2 separate regions of the Gossypium hirsutum genome follow, and region 2 is linked to region 1. Evidence: chromatin contacts called from public Hi-C data. All regions are on one chromosome and are shown on one strand. Each heading gives the region's core, a stretch centred on a gene start, on an enhancer-like site or on the middle of the called end of the contact. The rest is flanking DNA. Distances are from core to core; before and after follow the strand shown. Region 1 holds the start of LOC107891187 (probable polyribonucleotide nucleotidyltransferase 1, chloroplastic). Region 2 holds the start of LOC107891281 (cationic amino acid transporter 4, vacuolar).

Region 1 (7,608 bases), core at 2,160-4,659:
GCGCCGATTGCGGCGCGAGATAAGGCCTGGTGTCGGGGTGCTTGCGGCGCCTGGGTTTCAAAAACCTTAGGCCCTCTATCTTCTGTTAATGGTTTGGGCCCTTTGGGCCGTGTTTATTTGTTGGGTTGGGTGTAACTGGGTATTTGGGTTTTAGACTAATTGGGCTGTAACCAAATTTTAGGTTATCAGGCCTTTAAGCCTGTTTATTGTAATTTGGACATTTAACAGGGACATTTTATTTATTTAGTTTATAAATTTTGTTTATTTTATTTCACGAGCCCGGACAAAAATGGGTTTCTACAAATGAACAAACATCATTAATTTGGTTCATGAATGGGTTGATACTTGTAACTTATTAATGGCTGAAAATTGCTATTCATGTTCATATTTTTAGTATAAATTGTTGTCTTGTAAACATTTGAAGGTTGACCAATGAATGAACATTTTATAATTGTGAGATAACTTCTCTTTATTCTTTAAGAACTTATTCTGAATTTACCAAGATTCGTTCTTATGGCGTTCACGCCATTTCGATCTTATCACTCCTGTTTTTCCTTCTAAGTTTGTCAGTGTAGCGATCAACCCTATATCTTTGGTTCCTATCTCCATATAGATAGTGGGTCAAGGTTCTTCATCCTTTTAAAAAACTTCTCGAGTTTTTAACAACCTTATAGAAATTGGGTCGCATTGTTTTATAACGTAGGTTCGTTTCTGGTTTGTTTCAAGTTCGAAAATTATATCCCAAGTTATCCTTTGATATCTTTTCCTTCCTATTTCTATCATATTTCGAGAGAATATCTGTTAAGAATGACCGGGAACTTTAAAATCGTGACTCATATTTCAACGCGTAGCGAGGTTCACCTTAAAAGGTTTAGGGTCAGTTTGGCAATGCTTTTGAGAAATGCTTTTGAGAAGTGCTGTGGAAAAGTGCTTTTGAGAGTGCTTTTCAGAAGTACTTTTGAAAATTTGAAGTGTTTGGTATTGCTGTCAAAAAGTGCTTTTGAGAAGTAAAATGTCCATTTTAGACATGATATTATAAAGTAACAAATATGTATTTAAATAATGTTCAAATTAGTTAATATTACGATATTTTAGCAAAAATATAAAAAAAATAATTTATTATAACTTATTGTTAATATTTTAATATATAATATTAATTTTAAATATTTCTAAGTAATTAATATTAATTATTTATTAAATTTAATTAGAATATATAAACTATATTTAAATATTAACAAGATGCCGACGTTACTGAGCTGAAAAAATGTGAAAAATTTAAACTATATTTCATAATTATTTCATAAAATCAAAGAGAAGAAGATGAGAAGGAAAATATAAAACTCACTAGTGGTGGAGAAGAGGAACAAACCAGACAAGAAAAGTAGAGTTCAGACAAGAAAAGGGGAAAAAAATCTTCTAATGTCTAGAAAAAGCAGCAAGGTTAAAATAGTAAAATACCAGCCAAGAAGCACTTTTGGTTGAGAAAAGCTCAAAATTTCTCCTTTTTCATCTGTGCAAAAGTGCTTAATTTAAGTTAAAAAAATTTCAACACTGTTGTTTGTTTTCTATTGCTTTTAAAGAAAAAGCAGTTTTTTGAGCAAAAGCCCATCAGAAAAGGAATGAAGAACGAGGCCTTAATTGATTTCAAGATGTTGGTTTTTTTAGTTCTATGATTAAATTTGAAAATGAAAAGAAAGTTTAAATTTTTAGATTTGAAATTTTTATACATATATATTGTACTTTAGAATTTAAAAACATATTATTTTAAATTTTAAATTATTTTTATATTTTTAATCTCTTCTATTTTTCTAATTTTTAAAATTTTTTTCTTTAAATTATATATACAATATTATCATTCCATGTTTCAAAATACAAGAATGTCACCTATCCCAAGTTAAACAGTGTGGACCCACAAATTTCAAGTCGAATATTTCTTGATTGCAAAAAAAAAAATCTCATTTGGTTCTTCTCTTTGATAGAGCATTGATTCAAGGATTGTCGAAACTTGATCTTGAAGGCGAGATACTTGCTTGAAAAATTAATTTCATTTGGATTCATGAGTTGTCAAGATTTGATCTTAAAAAGAGGTTTGGAGAGAGTTTGGATGGAAAGATCATCCAGACTTGATCTTAGATGGTTGAGTTTGTCTTGAGTCATCGAACCTTATCTTGAAAATGGGTTTTATATTTTTTACGTTGATGCAATTGAATTGAGGAGAGTTTTGACCTAAGTGTTGTCTAGATTCAATATTGGATGGAAGATTCTGCTTCAAAGGCCTTTTAGGCTTGATCTTGAAAAAAAAGTTTAGTCTCCTTTCTATTAGTTGAAATGGATCAAAAGGCAACTTTTTTCAAAAACAACTTTTGGTCCTCTTCTTGGTTGAACTTGGATTGGAAGGTAGCTTTTGTTCAGAACTAATATGTTGTTCATCAAAATTTCTTCAAAGATTTCTACAGATGATTTCTGAACTTCTTGAACTTGTTAATGTGTGTTAAAGGTTTGGAGGTAACCTGTTTTTATAGTGCCAATTAGTCAAGTGAGAGTTCTTTTAGAATTTAACTTCTTCATTTGAGGATTCTATAAGGACTAAACTCATTTATTTATTATTTACCTCATATTAATTTAATTAATTAGAAATAAAATAACCCTTAAAGAATATTGTTTTTTTATATATATAAGAGTTCTAAAAGGATTTAATTTCTTTCAAATTCCCTCTCAATACAATTTCTTTCAAATTCATTAAAATTTCATGGACTGATTCTTGAATACCTACTATGGTAGAATATTCGTGGGGTATTTTCTCAGATTTTGCACGTGTAATGCATGTTCCTTCTAGTTCTCCAAGCAAAGCTCTTCGTATCGCAATGCCTATTGTGTCGGCTTGGCCTTTCATAAGTGGAGACAGAATAAAGCGTCCATAATAAAGGCGCTTACTATCTGTTCTTGATTCAATACACTTCCACTGTCGTGTCCGAGTCGAAGTAGAGACTTTTACTTTCTCTCGAACCATAGTAATATTATTTTATTTGATCAGATCATTGAATCATTTATTTCTCTTGAAATCTCTTTAGTGTTTATTTCTACACACGTCTTTTTTTAGGGTCTACAGCCATTATGTGGCATAAGGGTTACATCCCGTACGAAACTTAATAGTATAACACTTCTACGAATAGCTCGTAATCTCTTTACTAGGTCCAAAATTTCTGACTTTATACCGTGTTTCATAAAAAGTACTAAATTAATTGACGGAATGAACCTGCAAGTACCAATTTGAAATTCGGGAGAAGGTGACAAGTTAAGGGACCAAATTCAATTTAGCCAATTTGATAATAAACAAGTGGATTTTTAACGTTAAAAGGGATTCACGTAAGGACTCATTAAATTCATTGAAAATTAGAAGCCCGTAATTGACGGACGAATGGGTAATATAGATAGGCCCATTGAATCAATATCCATTATGAGCCCAAACTACGTCATCTCCGTTCCCTTCCACTCTCTTTACCCGTAGCGCGCCTTGGAAACGGATAAACCTTCTCTTTTTTCTTCTTTTCTCCCTCTCCAAGCTCTGAAACTTCAAAAAAAAAAAAAAAGGAAAAAAAAAACGAAATGCTGGCAAACCCTAGCGGCGTACGAAGCACGGCGTGTTATGCTCAACCTTCGCATTTCGCTTTCTCCGGCCGTTGCAAACTTCTTTCATCTTTTCCAAATCGCCCTCGCTTTCTTAGTCCCAAAAAAACCTCTAAGTTTTGCTCTCTCTCACTGCTTTTATCGCGAGATGGCGTCAGATGTAACCGCTTTGCCGTTAAAGCTTTGGCCGAGCCGGAAGTTTCCGAGTCTGTTGCTGCTGCTGCCGGGGGAGCTGGTGCTGGTGGTTCTGGTTTACTGCCACCTGTTTCTGTCAAAATTCCCTTTGGAGATAGAGAGGTAAGCTGAGGGAACTTATTATTTTACTCCTAATACCAAAATTTAGTCGTAGATGGAGTACAAAGTAAAAACAAATTCTTCAAGTGATTTACAACTTAAATTTAGAACCATGAATTTTGTTATCTAAATATTTTAACTATTTAAAAGGTGCTTGCTTTTGATTGAATGTAGCCTTTTTACCATTGGCTTTGCGAAAAAAAATCTGAGCAAATTTAACATAATGTGTTACGGGAACTTGATAATGGAAATGTTTAGGAAATGAGTGTATGCTAAGTAGTTGCTAATGCAATAGTTGGGACATATATAGGCAGTTTTCTCTTAGAAAGTAGCGGCCATACATTTTTCTGCATTTCTTTTCTTGCTCAGCTTTTGCGCTTTGGGTTAGTTGAAATGCTAGTTTTGTTTTGGTGTTGTTACTTGTTGTGTTTCATGATGATAATCAGGCGAATACTGAACTCAACCTGATGTTATTTGCTGAATGCATAAGTAATTTTGTTGCTTATTGCAGATTCTGATTGAGACAGGTCATATAGGGAGGCAAGCTAGTGGTTCTGTGATGGCAACTGATGGAGAAACAGTAAGTGTTAATTCCTTCCGTGGATGAGTAATGTGTTCCTATGAAAAAATATTAAAATTCATTGCATTTAGATTTGTATATTATATATGTATATTTCATATATCAAAAGAAATAGTAGGGTTTATTATTTTTGTTATTATTATTATTATTTTTTTTTTGTAGATTGTATACACATCTGTTTGTTTGTCAGATGTCCCAAGTGAGCCTTCTGATTTTTTCCCGCTTAGTGTTACATATCAAGAACGATTTTCGGCAGCAGGTCGGACTAGGTGTGTCTTTTTCCAACCTATGTATTAGTTTAATTAATTACTTGAAATGAACTTATGTATATCATGCTTAAACTTTTTTCTATTGCTTCAGTGGTGGTTTCTTTAAACGCGAAGGGAAGACAAAGGACAATGAGGTACTAATCACTGCTATCCAAGCATGGAAAATTTTTAGACCTAGTTGACGTATGAAGAATTCTTGGAACCATGGACATGCTCCATCCATCCTATCATTTCATCACTTTATCATTGTAAATTGTCGCAACTAAAATGTCCTTGTTCTAATAGTCAGTATATTAATGCTTCAGTTTCCCTTATTACTCTTTCATAGTTACCTTTAAAAAGTAAGAGACTCCACTAGGCAGACTATTAGTTTGACCACTTTTATATGTAACTTTCCTGTTTCAGTTTTCTTAAAAATAAGTATTTAAATTTGACAATCCTAGGACAATATGAGTAGTTCAATTTGGCTCAGCACTTGGTGTTTGAGGAGCTATTTTCTTTAGTAACTTACTGAAGGCTGCAGTTGTTTTTTTTTGTTATTTTATGGCTTCCATGTCTTCATGAGTCACTGATGCAAATGCCTTTTAATGTGTCATTTATCTATTCTTTTTTCTTTTGTTATTTGTAGGTTCTTATTTGTCGGATGATTGATAGGCCATTGCGCCCAACTATGCTTAAGGGATTCTACCATGAAACTCAGTTACTATCTTGGGTAAACCTTATTTCTTTTTCTTCACATGATTGTTTTTCTTTTAGCCAGCGTCTGTTGAATTTTATGTAATTTTGACTTATATTTTGAATTTTTCGGTGAAAATTCATTTTCTAAAATTTGATACTGTGGTGATTCTTAAACACATGATGGTGTAGAAAATAAGTGAACTTTATCTATGCAGTTGTTTTAAATCTACACGATAAGGTTTCAAAGCCTAATTATCTGCAATGTCTAAATAATAATTATTTCATATTGTTTCAAATGTTAGCTAAAATGAGAGGTAACCAACCCTTTTGTTTTCCATGCTTGATAAGCTGCTTCGTTTTTTGGCTGTTTTTTTTTTCTTTTTTTCTGATTTCTGTTTAATTTGAAGGACTGCATCCTTGTTCATTAGTTGTTTTTTGGGTTTACAGAAAGTGCCTGACCCGGAAGCTTGACCATGATTTGAAATTTTACAATATGATTATGCTTTTGTGTAGAGCACAACTTGTTACTCAAATGCAAATCATCTACATGCATTACCCTTTCACACAACTTGGAACATGTCATTGTTATTTATTTGTTCTTTAATTTTTCCTTTGTGGAAATATTAGCATGCATGCCATCTTTTTTGTTGATAAAAACACCAAAACTAAACAATATGTCACATGAGTGCAGTAATATGCAATTTCATTAGATTTTGTACCTGGTCAAAGGATGTGAAACATGGAGACATCATTCACCATTGCATGCTAGTCTTGTACATGTGTCTGAGACGGGCATATGACATGGCCGGATACGTGTTGCACAGATAACGACATGCCAAAAAAAATAGGACAATGTCAAGAATTTTATAGAAATTCCCATGTTGCTGTGCCCATGCTTCCTAGGTCAAGAAAGAGACTATTCTTTTGTAAAAGGGAGCAGTGCTAGGTAATCGTTCCTGGAGAACTTAATTCCCGGTTCATTCTCTTCCCTCAATGTCAATGCATCCATGCTTCATTGGTCAATGGAGAGACTGTAATTTGGTTACAGAGGGAGCAACATTAGGTAAATATTTCTTGGAGAACTTACTTCCCTGTTTCCTTCTCCTGGATTTTCCCTCTGTAGAGGGATGTTTGCTTTGTCAACTGAACTACATGGTTGGCTGATCCTCTCTCTAACCTTCATCTTAATAATTAAGGGCCCCTTTAGGTGGGTGTTTACCTCCAGTGCGGTTTGTTTAGCTTTCTTTTTGTCTCACACTACAGTATCTAATCTCGTCGCCACCGCTATTTTTACACTAACCTTAAGTAAACGCACTGCCCATCCAAAGGGGCCCTAAAAGATGCATGTCCACAATGTCCTTGCACTATCCATAGTTGGAAAGCAGTTACTATTGGCAGATGTTTTGAATACTGATGTTGTCTTTGTTTGATTATTGTTCTAAAAGATTATGTACATAATTTCATTTAGGGACTTGCATTCTGTGTAAGTATATATTGTAATATTTATGCAAAAGTGACATACACTTGAGGATTTTGTTTCCCATAAGAGCAGATTATCTGCTGAGGGTAATTGTGACCAATATGTTGTGGATGACGTGCTTCTCTCTGTTCCCTATGCTCTATTATTGATGCTTGCTTTCTAGGATTTGAGGCATTAGTTACACGTGACTTGTATACATTTCATTTCTTGGTTCATGTCTAAATTGCATTTTTTCTTTCAGGTTTTGAGTTATGATGGTTTACACTGTCCAGATGCTTTAGCAGTTACTGCAGCCGGTATAGCTGTGTAAGGGTTATTATAGTTTTTGGTCTTCCTTGCATATGTGGCCTTTTTATATGTATAGTAACTTTTGAGACGATGTTGTTCAATATACTCACCAATGCCACAGAGCGCTCTCTGAAGTGCCACACTCAGAAGCTATCGCAGGAGTTCGAGTTGGTTTACTTGGTGATAAATTTGTTGTAAATCCAACGACAAAGGAGATGGAAGACTCAACACTAGACCTATTTTTGGCAGGCACGGATAATGCTATATTAATGATAGAGGTTAATTTCAATCCTAATTCTTTGTATTAGGATATAAAGGATTATGATGAACTTTTACCAGTTACTAGAACACATGGCTGCTGATTTTGTTCTTTTCTAAAGGATCTTTGTTTT
Region 2 (7,608 bases), core at 2,169-4,668, 600 kb after region 1:
GGCAGATTCTAGATAATAAGAAGGATGTACGAGTACGTTTTACTTCTTTGACTATGAGAGGTCAATACAGAAGGGATCCAAGGCCTCCTTTATTAACAAATATAAGCTATAGTTAAATTGTTGCATTTCTTTGCGTAATTTCATTCATTCTGCACACTGCCATCTGAATGAACTTGTATACCTTGATTACCTTCAGAGAATTGCTTTTCAATAAGAGGATACTGAATTGAAGCCTCCCCATGATCTGACTGACTTGGACTTTGCTCGACAATATCAACATCATTAAATTCTTTTCTTTCCATCGACTGACTATCATCATCAAGTTGCTTCCTCACTGAATCAATGAACTGTTGAAGAGATGATGGAAGTGGCACCTCTTCTGGAGGAGCATATCTGAGTATTAAGATCGAAATTGCAACAACAGTGAATGCAAGCAGAGTACCAACACTAACCTGCACCAGAGATAGAAAAAAGCATCTTATGCTTAACAGACATACATTCTTCGCCACAAACTTTTGTACTTCATAGTTAATTGGTATGAAACAACTTACCATCCCGGACAATTCCGAAACATCCATAAAAAAAGCCAATACTGCAGCAAGCATACCGGTTGTCACTGTGCTCTTTACTGGAACATGGGTGCGTGTACTGATGTCAGAAAAGAATGCAGGTAATAATCCATCCCTGGCCATTGCCATCAAGAGTCGTGGCTGAAGAAATATGCATAAAGTCAAACATGTACAATACCCCATCCTCGTGCAAATTTAGAACCAGTTAAGCAGCAATAGAAGGATGAACCAGAATTACTAATTCTAAGTAAATATCAACTTACCTGAGGAAGAAGTGAACCCATCAAACTTGCACAGAGAGCAGTAACTGCCCCAGCTGTGACTATGTATCTACAAGTATAAAAACCGAACATGGAGTTCGAAAGTAAGTTTTGGAGCGCAGGCCTTAAAACTTAAAGAATGAAACAACACCATGAACTACCAAAAGAATACAATGCTTACGCAGCCCACTGCATTCCGTTGGCAGAAAAAGCTGAGGAGATAGGAGTGTCTGGATTCAATGCATAGTATGGAACTAAGCCGACAATAACAACTGATACGAGCATGTACAAAATACAACACAGTGTCAAAGTCATCCCTATGCCCAACGGTAAATCTCGTAAAGGTCTTTTTGTCTGCCATGAAGAGGGGGAAAGGATATATATCAAAAAGAGATCATAATAAGGTGGCTTGTCAGCCATGCGAATCGACTCAACATAAAAGGACATATTAGTACTTAGGGTACTTATTTTATCTATGGTAAATCTCGTAAAGGTCTTTTTGTCTTCCATGAAGAAGGGGAAAAGGATACATATCAAAAAGAGATCATAATAAGGTGGCTTGTCAGTCATGCGAATCAACTCAACGTAAAAGGACATATTAGTATTTAGGGTGCTTATTTTATCTATGGTAAATCTCGTAAAGGTCTTTTTATCTGCCATGAAGAGGGGGAAAAGGATATATATCAAAAATAGATCATAATAAGGTGCCTTGATAGCCATGTGAATGGACTCAATGTAAAAGGACATATTAGTATTTTGGGTGCTTATTTTATCTATGGTAAAGAGAGATAATGGCAGGAGAGCATCATGAAAATCCGGTAATACCTCTTCAGCAGCACCAGTAACTGCATCAAAGCCTATATATGAAAAAAACACAATAGCGGATCCTGCTAGCATCCCATTTAGCCCAAAGGGGAAAAACCTGCAAACTTGAAAGGAAAACATAAAAAGGAGAGTAAAGCATACAAAAATAAAAAACTGTGCAAAGTCGAAGAAAAAATCATTATAGCTACCCGCCATGAAGTTCATAACCAACCCATCCAGTCTTGCAAGCCAAATAGCCACCAGCTACTATAATGAAAAGCATGGCACACACATTCACCGTTGTAACAATTGTTTGTACCAGTGAACTCTGTAATATCAAGTGTTAAATGAAAGCATTTACAAAAAACTAGATACACCTAAAACAGATAGAAAACCAATAGTCTACCTCCTTTATTCCGGCACACAGCAGAAACGTGACGATAAGAACTAAAATGGCTGCACAAGGATCCACCACAACTCCGAGCTGAGGGATTGTGTGACGAACCAAAAAGGCAGGCAGATTACCTTCACCTCCCAAAAATAAGGCCTGAAACACACAGCAATGAAGATCTTACAACATTCGCTCAAGTGAGGTAATAAATTACAGTATTATGCCAAAATTTTAGAAGTAAATCCTCACTATATTGGGTGATATGCCACCAGCAATAGCAGCACCACCAATTGTGTATTCTAGAATCAAAGACCAACCGATCAACCAAGCAACACTGCAAGTAACCACATTCTTACCTTACAAACCGAAATCAGATGCAATTATATAGAAAAACTGGAAAATATAAAATGATCCAATGATTTTAGTTTACCTTTCCCCTATGCATATATAGGTATAATGATATGCACTCCCAGCAGATGGGCAACGACTAGCAAGCTCTGCATAACAAAATGCGGAGAGTGCGGCAGCTAGTCCGGCAATGAGAAATGAAACAGTAAGAGCAGGTCCTGTGTGCTCTCTAGCAACTGTTCCAACAAGAACATATACCCCAGCTCCAATGGTTGTCCCTACTCCTGATTAATACAACATTCATTTAACAAATGTCAATGTGTATGAAACATCTAAAACGACTACCGCTATAGCTCCAAACATGAATTAAAATCCTTAAAGAAAACCAACAAACACCCATCACCCCCACATTCAACAAGCTCAGTATTCAGTCACCCTGGTTCCATCTCCATGACTAAAACTGCACTAAAGACCAAATTTTCAGAGAAACAACCAACACTTTTGCTTCAAAACAAAAACCAATAAAACAGGAGAGCACAGGAATAAACTGAAATGCCTATAAAACCAGAATATATATATATATCAAATGAAAATATGAGATAAGATGAACAAAAAATAAAATAAAATAAACCCAAATAGCAGAAGTACAAATTGAAGCAAATTAATAGCAGGAATACCAATGGCAGTGAGGTCAAGAGCAGTTAGTTTCCTGGCTAATTGGTGACCTTCTCTCCTTACATGGACCGAATCAACTTGTTTTCTTCTAACTAAGCTTTTGAAACCCTTTGAACACTTTGAAAGTAGTGCTTCACCCTTGTCTTGCATACTAACAATCATACTTCAAAAAAATTCCTTTTGTTTACTTCCTGTTTTGTTGGGTGAAAATTTTATTAGTAGAGAATAAAAAGAAAGAGCTTTTGATGAATTTACAGGAAACCCATATGACAAATAATGTTAAAGAATTAGAAAGAAGAAAGGTTTTTGACTTTTTGGAGATAACTGAGAGGCAGAGAGATAACAGCTTTGGTCTAAATATGGGGCGAACACGTCGTGGTTACGTGTAAAAGAGTCTTCATATTTATATCCCCATCCAATCTAAACAAAGAAACCATTAAAACAGCATTAATGCGATAACATCAGTTAAATTTTTGTTTTTTTTTTTTTTGTCAATTACAATTTTCTTCTTGTTGAAATACCATTCACAATTTAATATTGTACAACTCCATCAAAATAATTATGAAATAGCCTTTTTAAGTATTGATACTTAATGATAACTAATTTTTAATTACAGAATAAATAAATATATGATATCTTTTTTTATAAAGTTAAAACAATTTATTTTTATTTTATCTATAAAAAAATTTACTATATATATTTTTGAGTACTTTTTATTATATTAATATGAAATATATATATATTACTAATACTGGTAATTGAGGAATGTGAAAGTGAAAACTACATGCTTATGTAATGAAACACATAATCTGTTATGTATCGCATAATTTGATATATATATATGTAATATATATAATTGAAATTATATTTTGGCTTATTTCATAGTGAAAAAAGAAATTATGTAATACATATATTTATAAAATATATATAAAAATAATATATGAAATTTTGGTTAAATGATAAAAATATAATTACTAAAAAATATTGGGGTTTGAATTTAAATCTTATTATATTTATTCATATTTCTATTTTTCAATATAAAATATATAAAATAACAAAAATATTTTCAAAATATTATAATTTACTTTATAAAATAAAAGTAAACTCATCATTATCTAATTGACTCGTGACTCCAAATTATTTTTTGGATCATCATTATTCGACACCTAAAATATTCTATGCAAGAAACTAGTACTTACAGTTTGGATACAACTTTTAAAATTAAAAAAAAAAAAGTAAAATTTAAGCTTTTAAAATTGGAAAACATCAAGCCTTCTATCATGTATAGTTTGTTTGTATATAAAATTACAAAAGTGAAAGTGAGGCCTATAAAATACTTTAGCCAAAGATCCAATCAATCGCTTCAAAGGATTTTCTTGTTTTAAAGGAAAGAATAAAAGAGCTGCTTTCTGAACCTAATCACTGAATCCGTCTAGGTTCTTACAAGCGACAACATGAGAATCAACACGCATATATTTACATACAGTAATACTTTATGGTTGGTAAACATGATTTTCAATGGATTTTTTGTTTTCTTTTTTAAGATTATTTATTTAATATTTTTATACAAACCTAAAGAGCAAATTATACTGTAGCATGTGCCCAACATAAGTACATTGCAAAGGTAACTTAGTCACAGACACAACATACAATACAACAACATGAAAACATTAAAAGAAAAAAGAAACATTCATAAGATAGAGATAAAAAGAGGCCAAGGCAAATGTTTTCCTCGCTAATTAATAGTTTTTCTTTTCTTTTCTTTTGCTTTATCCCTATCTAATGTCCTCCAAAGTTAGTTGTAAAAACAATGTACCAATATTCCCATCAGCTGCGGCTGCGGCATCATTCCTCTCGCCTTGGACTCCCCTCGCCATCACCACCACCATCAAGCTGAACCCACATGCCTTGATTTTGTTCCCCTCCGTTTTCCCAGGTTTGTTGCCTTACACTCCGGTTAATTGTATCACCACCATCAGAAAGATGTGCCCACACGCTCCGGCTCTTTCCGCCACCACTGAATTCTTCCTCACATCCCGCAACGGTCTTGAGTAGCTCTGACTGCAGTGATGGGCAGTTTTCTTTGAGATACTCAAAACCGTCCGAACGCATAACAGCTGCACCGATAGAATAGTCAGAAACTGGACAAAGTTAAGAGTGCTGAGAACCTTAGGCTCTGCTCTTGATTCCAGGATTTTCACTAACTTCAGGAACTTCTGAAGAGCAAAAAGCCTCACAAAGAGGAAAGAATGGCCACATGAGATGATGTTATCTAAAAGACACTTTAATGATCTGGAATACTCGGTACTGACCTGACCCATGGGCTGGGACAGGCTGACTTAGGCTTGAAAAACATCGCAGAAGCCTGACCTCAAATAGGTAAGACCAGCAGGCTGCCCGGAGCCTGGGTCCATAAACAGCAAGAACCAGAAATACAAAATATGACCCTTCTCAGAAACTACGTTCATCATAAATCAGAATGCTTAGCATCATCTCAAGACATTTTCAGATTTGGAATACACACAAACATGCCAGGAAAGGGAAATACTACTTTTTTTCCATGTTCATCATAATTGTGAATGCTGAGAATCACCTCAAGACATTTGGAAAAGGGCCACCAGACTTTACCCTGCACATGGTGACGTCCAGTGCTTCTATATAACATAAAATTTGGAAAAGAGAAAAAAAAGAACTGAAAACTTACCAACAAGATTTTCAGCAGCAAATTTTAAGCAAACAGTTTTTAGATCCATGGCATGATGACGATCAGCCAGCGCTAAAATATTTGCGACTGAGTTCACAGATATATCCTTGCAGAGTACAGATTCGCACATCAGTCTAAGTCTAGGCAAGTCATATTTGTCGGCTGCTGCCAACAACTTTGCAGCCAATGCATCCGATACAGATGGCATAGAAGATGAACTAGTCCCAACGAACTCCTCATCATCAATAAGACTGTCTCTGTATATGAAGTGCAGCAAAGCCTGTCAAATACACATAATAGAGAATTTTAGGAAAATAAGACCACACCAACAGCAGATTCTAGTGCCATATAAAGAGCTAACATGAATTTAAGCAGAATTACAGCCAAATCTAAGGTAAGTGAAATGAGGTAACGCTTAGAAAGTGTTACCTTAAAAACCTTAGGCTCCATATCTGTAACAACTATTTCATTATCATCTTCCATCCGATCAGAAAATTCAGCTTCAAATACAGGAGACCTAGCAGCTAATACCAGCTTGTGAGCATGAAACTTTGCCCCAAACACATTAAAAGTAATATCTGACCCTTCTTCATTTTCCAATAAGATGCCAAAATGGGAACCGATATCAGACTCAGGGACCCGTATTGAGTGCAACCTTGGGCAGTCTGTTTCAGAAACCACAACACCAACAGTGCAATTTATTTTTAAGCAATCATCCTTGAGGAAATCAGATGTTTCAAGCATAGCCCGCCTGAAGAAACGCTTGTATCCCCTGAAAGCAAAGAAGACATTGAATTGATTTCAACCCATTGAAAGTGAAAATGAGTCAAGTGTAGGCAAGCAATTGCATTCAAAATATATGCTTCAAATAAGATAAGAGGGAAAAATAGAACCCTAGTCCCGAAAGAAGTATGACAGTAATTAACTAAAACTGGTGGGTAGGCCCAACTTAAATTATGTGAACAGTCCAATGTTGCTTTGTTTATATATGGTAAGCATAAATGTTACACGAATCTGACATATTCAAAAACCAGTAGACTACTCATAAAATAGAAAATAAATAACTAATATTATCATCCACGGTTAACTTTTTTTAACAATAAACAAGAAGTTGTAGTGGTACAATAATAAAAAAATTAAGGTGATAAACTCTTCATAAGAGATTCCTAGCTATCTTAAGCAATGATATGGTTATGTTCTATGTTGCTCCAACTCTTCATTTTCACTGAAAGATGTGTTGGACACATATTCGGATATGAATAAGAAAGTACAACTCTCCAAATGAATGGAAATACTTAGAAAAAATGAGCAGACCTTTTAGACACATACACGTAGCCAACATTCAACCCCAAGCTTGAGTAACGTCGGGTATGCATTAAAGTTGAAAAGTGAATAAGACAAAAATCAAAGGTTGAGTAACGAGAAGAGATTCTCCACATGGATGAAATCCAATGATCATAAAAATAGCTTAGTAAGCATAACTAATTGATATTTCATCTTATGAAGAAATAATAAATGTTAACTTCAAAAAAAAAAAATACTCATCTTATGCTCCCCTTAAGGGAACCAAGTATTCAACCCAAGAGATATGCTAGTAGTGCAAGGAAAAAGCAGGTATTTGTTCCTCATCTCCTTCCTTGCCCTCCTCATAACCATGCTGACACGAAGAGAGAGAGAGATATGGTAGCAAAACTCTAAAGAACAGAAGCATTATAAGGCACTGAGATATCTTCCTCCTTCCTCTTTCATGTATAGGCAAAGGAGTACATATGCGGAAAGAGTTCATGGAAGAGCAAGACGTAAAGTGGATCTCATAAATAAAAGCATATTCTGTAAGACTCTTCTCATTTGCTCTCA

The links. Hi-C and Micro-C count contacts between places; a contact is called where the count stands out from the background.
Region 2: a Hi-C map of leaf shows a contact between it and region 1, with 2.3 times the contacts expected there. The contact joins the promoter of LOC107891281 here to the promoter of LOC107891187 in region 1. A contact is called at or near these places in 5 of 34 Hi-C or Micro-C datasets (leaf and seedling).

The regions. Positions count from the first base shown.
Region 1 is chrA11:92,454,496-92,462,103 of Gossypium_hirsutum_v2.1, forward strand. It overlaps LOC107891187 (probable polyribonucleotide nucleotidyltransferase 1, chloroplastic), which reads left to right and starts at 3,410. Exons shown (of 25, transcript XR_001682143.2): 1 at 3,410-3,924; 2 at 4,433-4,501; 3 at 4,664-4,770; 4 at 4,862-4,904; 5 at 5,399-5,482; 6 at 7,170-7,234; 7 at 7,338-7,494.
Region 2 is chrA11:93,059,268-93,066,875 of Gossypium_hirsutum_v2.1, forward strand. LOC107891281 (cationic amino acid transporter 4, vacuolar) reads right to left here and starts at 3,419. Exons shown (of 14, transcript XM_016816038.2): 1 at 3,050-3,419; 2 at 2,455-2,656; 3 at 2,274-2,358; 4 at 2,040-2,180; 5 at 1,843-1,961; 6 at 1,655-1,751; 7 at 1,011-1,183; 8 at 833-899; 9 at 552-710; 10 at 191-452. The coding sequence starts at 3,209. LOC107891302 (BTB/POZ and MATH domain-containing protein 4) reads right to left here. Exons shown (of 4, transcript XM_016816055.2): 2 at 6,181-6,523; 3 at 5,752-6,031; 4 at 4,647-5,164. The coding sequence ends at 4,893.